Linked DNA regions of Cyprinus carpio: region 2 is linked to region 1. Evidence: chromatin contacts called from public Hi-C data. All regions are on one chromosome and are shown on one strand. Each heading gives the region's core, a stretch centred on a gene start, on an enhancer-like site or on the middle of the called end of the contact. The rest is flanking DNA. Distances are from core to core; before and after follow the strand shown. Region 1 holds the start of LOC109097261 (L-cystatin-like). Region 2 holds the start of galt (galactose-1-phosphate uridylyltransferase).

Region 1 (2,700 bases), core at 65-2,564:
TGTTTTGTCTGGGGTTTTGTTATACAGCGAGGGTGTGATTTCTGTAGCACATGTTCTAGATTGCTTTTAAACGTGGCCTTGAGAGGAATTTAGACGTCACTGTTCAGGACAAATAACTGATTATCTTCCTGGGACCAGCAAAACATGTTTTTGGGGTTTAGAATTTGCATAGTGTTTAAAGAATCATTATAGGGTTTGGAGTATAAGCAACATATGATTTTTTTTTTTTTTTTAAGAAAACATTAGAGGACATTATACTTGACACTATATATGCAAATACTTCTCTTTCAGAAATCAATTTTAAAGTTTTATTTGACATTGAACTTACAATAATAACCTAATAAATAACCTACAATATATGTAATACTGATATAAAAATGTCTGTATGGTATTAATTTGTTGTATTTTTGTATGCAAGACGCTTTGAATTGTATTTTTTAACTTCTTCCTATCATCAACATAACTTTGCAAAAATTGTACAAAAAAGAGTGTTTGTCCACCCATAATTTCAACCATAATGTCCAACAATCTTTTTTTTTTTTTTTTTTTGTATATTGAAGTGTGTAATACAAAAGAAAATATAATAATGGTAGTATTTAATTGCCAAAATTCATAAGGACAATTATGACATTTTTAAAGGAATATTGATATATAATATAATGTTTTACAGTATTCAACAATTAATTCAACCAACAGAACACTATGAAATCACATTTAAAGTAAACAACTGAAATCAATCAAATAAAATGTATTCTACTAATGCAAAATAATATACAGTAGCCTACATACTGTTTCTGTATAACCCGATCTCACGAGAATGCGTACTGTATCAATAGCACGAGTTAATGTTTCGATTTGGCGTACTATATTATTTATACGCAGAAATTGACTTTGGCGTGCATATGATACGCAATGGGTAGGATTAGGGGTGTGGGCTAGATGCGGATCATATGCAGCCAAAACTGTATTAAAAGCACGTCAAACACGTGCTTATCATATGCACGCCAAAGTCAATTTCTGCGTATCAATAATAGCACGATTTTCTGTTTGTATTTGGTGTAACGTTACTATTTATAGGCATTTTCATGAGACCAGGTAAAATGTATTATTATTATTAATAATTATTATTATTATTGATAATAATAAAAACGATGGCATATCTGCGAATTTTGTCCAAAAAAAAAAAAAAAGGTGAAATGTTGATCAGATATACAGTAGCAATAAGTAAGTAGCGACGTTTGTTTTCAAGTGTAGTTAAACTCTTTTTAATCTTTACCTGTAAGTGACAGGAAGTTAAATCACACACCGAGAGCCGTCTGTGTTCTGACAGCCGGCCGGCAGCTTACGGTGTAAGCAGATTACCGTTTATTTCCTCGTTTTCTGTCCTAAAACACCCTCCACACACAGTTTTCCCTTGACTCACCGTCTGTGTGGATTCATCATTACGTAAGTGGGCGTCGCTGGCGGGAATGGCGTGAGGCTCAGGCGTCAGGCATTCCTTGACTACATGGCAGATTTCTAAAGCCGTCTCCACATTCACTGGCTCATTCTCTCAGAGAGCACACAGCCGGCAGCCATGGACATCTGCTTTCTGCTCGTCGTGTCTTTTCTCTCCGTGTTTCACTTCAGCAGTGCTGACCAGCCTTTGGAGGAAGCAATAATTGTACCAAGTAAGCTCTTTGTTCATGTTATATTGTATTGTTTACAAAATGCCAAATGTTTTGCATTCAGTCCATGGCTTTCACGAGCACAAACTCTTCAAATGTTTCTTCAAGACCCAGTACTGTCACTGATATTCTCAGTCCATGTCTCACAGGAAATGTGGAGCTGCTCGGCGGCTGGACTCTCGCTAATCCCAAGAGGGAAGATGTTCAAGAGGCTGCTAAAGAAGCTGTAGAGGTGTTCAACACGAAGTCCAGAGCAAAGAGATACTTCAAACTCATCAATGTCACATCGGCCAGCACTCAGGTACAGGTTTCATGTTTTCATATGTATTTTCTGATATGTGTCAATGTGTATTAATCCACATTAAATGACAGCCAAACTTTGTGTCCAGGTGACGAATAAGATAAACTACAAAATAGAAGCCACAATTGGAAAGACAAAATGCCGCAAATCAGAAGATAATGATATTCAGGCATGTGGCATGGCAAAAAGGGTAGATTTATTTCGTTCTTTTTTTTTTTTTTTTTTTTTTACACTTGATTGTAGCCAAAATGACAAAAATCTACACATGCATACTACCATTACTCTTCAGATTTTTACTTATTTTTTTTTTTTAGCAACTGACATGTAAGATTGAGGTGACCCTCGACCCAAAGACTGATGACCATGAGGTGCAGAAGATATCCTGCAGAAGATCCGCTTAATTTGACATGGACCCAAGTCTCTACAGTTTTGTACTTTTGAATAGCCGATCACACATTCTTTATCTTGACATTTTCTTTTTCCTGATGATATAGCTTATTTAAAATGGAAAACTAGTTAAGAGACCCTAAAATAAAGCGAATAGAGCAACAGTTAATTCACAAAAAAACTGCAAATCAAATATCAGTATTTTAGTTGGTTTCTCACATGATAAATATTGTAATTACATGTATTTGAAAACTATTTTACATTTTAGACATTATAACCACAAACTTAACAGTGAAGCTATGCATGAAAAGTCACATACGCACTTTTAAACATCGCACACTCATC
Region 2 (2,700 bases), core at 81-2,580, 520 kb before region 1:
AAAAAAAAAAAAAAAAAAAAAAAAAAAAAAATGAATATTATTACAAACATAGTTTTATAGTCCTAGTAATTTTAGTAATACTTCATCAACTTTAACTTATTTAATTTTAGTGAGAAGCCAAGGCAAAACACCACCTTCACCACCAATAATAATAATAATAATAAAAAAATAGAAATTGGGAATATAGAAGATTTGCCGTATTTTATGTCTATTAAGATTTTGTGACCATATTTTATCTCAAAAAGAGATTCATATTGTTTTTTTTTTTTTTTTTTTTAGAATTTATATTCTAAATAATACTGCTATACACAATTGTTTTCAATTATTATTATTCTGCAACAAGTTAACTCGAACTTAGTGCTTAATTAAAAAATAAATAATGTTGCAGTGCAAAAAGTCATATGATCCTATAGCAGTCTTTATTTTAGATTATTTCTTTCTTTCTTTTAATTTTGAGGACAAACATGCCCTGGAGCTGCTCTTGACCCACCTGAATGTCCACCCGTGTCCACGGCCGTCCCGAACAGCAGCACATACTCTGTGAGAGAGGCGTGCAGCAGACACATGGAGCCCATCCAGCCGCCCGCATTCACAAACACCCACTGCAGGTCCTCTTCGGGCAGGATGTGACCCGGATACCTCTTCCTCAGCTCCACCACCACCTTAGAGAAGGCTTGCTCGTGGTCCTGGCCTGGGACACACAAACACACAAGCTCAGACATCTAGTTTTATTTAGTTAAGACATCTATCAGACAAGTGACAAACTAGGAAGAATAATTACTGGACAGTTATGTTATCAGATATGGTATTTGCTCAATATACACTTTAAACAATTCTTTTAGATAGACAACATGAGCATTTGAATACAGCTTTAAAGCTCTGTGTTGCTAGGAAGTGTATATTCGCAATATACATATATAGAAACCAATTACTGCAACATCATAGCAACAGATGTGAGAACAGAGACAGGTGATGTGTGTTTACTCACCTGCATATTGTCTGGCTAACTTGGCAACATCTTCTTTTGTAAAGACATATTGTTTATTTGCCATCCAGTATCTTATAAACTGAACTGTCAACACCAGAAACCCGACAACCACCACCGTTTTCAGAATAATTCTTATTACAGACATCGTTATCCGGGCACAAACGACTGTTTAAAGGTAAGACTGCAAAAGACATTAAAGAAGACTTCATTCAGACACACGTGAAAGGAGACGGGCGATGACGCGAGGTGACGTCACTCCACAAACGGCGAGTTCTAGACCAATGAGATCGCTCAGAGCGCTACACGGAAGAAGGCGGTGCATCGTTATCATCAATACGCCACTAAAATACGCAAAATACACACAGCACATTTTATTGACACAGTGAAACTGTATCATAAAAAACTTGATCGAATAAATTAATGTATTTATGTATGTGGTATTATTTATGTTCTCGGGTTGAGCCTGTAAACGGTGCCAGCACTGCTCGGTTTATTCCTCTTTAGAAACCGCATACTGCGTTTTGTTTGCGCAGCACTGTTCACGTGAGGACACTGAGGAGGAGATCAAATGAAAACTTGAACTCTAGAAAGAAACAATCAGTGAATTCATGTTAAAAAACCCGTGACAGGTAATCGGATATATTTCGAAACCACGGGGGATTATATTAAGCAGTAAGATGGACAGTACCAGTAAACCCACGTTTGATCCTAAAGGTGAGGAATGTTTCTACATGTTGACACCTGTGCATATTTCTGTTCTGAGCTTTGAACTGTGCGCGATTCACGGACAAATCTACATGCCATGCAACAACCTCTATTTGTTACTATTCCTGTGGTTTGAATCCACTGAAGATATTATACGTGATAGATGAGTCACGTGACGGCTGGCTGTGAAGCGGATCATGTGATTGATTTATCAAGCGGTGGGAAGTCCGAATCATTTTAAAGAATCGGTTCGTTTGGACAGTTTATGTCAATGAACCGATTCAAACGGTTTAAACTCATTTCACTAGCTATGCATCGCTTTTAGGAGTAATTTTTTTATACTGTACATGCTATTGTTTATCACAATGCTTTAAAATTAGTATGGGTTGCTTGGAATTTTATGATAGTTATGTTTGTTTAAACTGTCAAATTGTCCTGTGAAATTCATTAAACGCTTCATTAAGCGCTTTACGAAATCGACTCGTTCAAAGATTATTCGTTTGTGATTTAGAAATGAACACTCCGAGTGGCAAAACTCAGCTTGTTACCTTTCAAATAAAATGTCATGTCATTCTTGAATTTGTTTCAGAGCACCAGCATTTAAGGTACAACCCCCTGCGGGACTCCTGGGTTCTGGTGTCGGCTCACCGGATGAAGCGTCCGTGGAAAGGACAGGTGGAGAAACCTCCAGAGGACAACACCCCACGACACGACCCGAACAACCCCCTCTGTCCCGGCAGCGTGAGGGCCAATGGAGAGGTGAGCAAAACATCTCTTCCCACTGAGTGAGTGTCGCCGAGGTGTCATTACAAGAAGTGAGACACAAAACTGAAGAAAAAAAAAATGAAATGCATGCAAGCTCTGTTGATGTTATAACATTAACTCCCAGACAGATAAGTTATTTTTGACAGCATCCTCATTTGACAGCATTTTACACAAGTGCCTGAAGTTTTTAACAGTAGTGATCATGTGACACTGAAGACTGGAGTAAAGATGATTCAACTTTG

What was found. Hi-C and Micro-C count contacts between places; a contact is called where the count stands out from the background.
Region 2: a Hi-C map of red blood cells shows a contact between it and region 1, with 5 times the contacts expected there. The contact joins the promoter of galt here to the promoter of LOC109097261 in region 1. A contact is called at or near these places in 2 of 8 Hi-C or Micro-C datasets (red blood cells and skeletal muscle).

Annotation. Positions count from the first base shown.
Region 1 is chrB10:4,385,434-4,388,133 of ASM1834038v1, reverse strand. It overlaps LOC109097261 (L-cystatin-like), which reads left to right and starts at 1,314. Exons shown (of 4, transcript XM_042732163.1): 1 at 1,314-1,670; 2 at 1,817-1,968; 3 at 2,057-2,158; 4 at 2,283-2,700. The coding sequence starts at 1,577. The coding sequence ends at 2,369.
Region 2 is chrB10:4,907,897-4,910,596 of ASM1834038v1, reverse strand. galt (galactose-1-phosphate uridylyltransferase) reads left to right here and starts at 1,330. Exons shown (of 11, transcript XM_042732165.1): 1 at 1,330-1,702; 2 at 2,283-2,452. The coding sequence starts at 1,666. LOC109097495 (sigma non-opioid intracellular receptor 1-like) reads right to left here and starts at 1,252. Exons shown (of 4, transcript XM_019111148.2): 1 at 989-1,252; 2 at 491-691. The coding sequence starts at 1,133.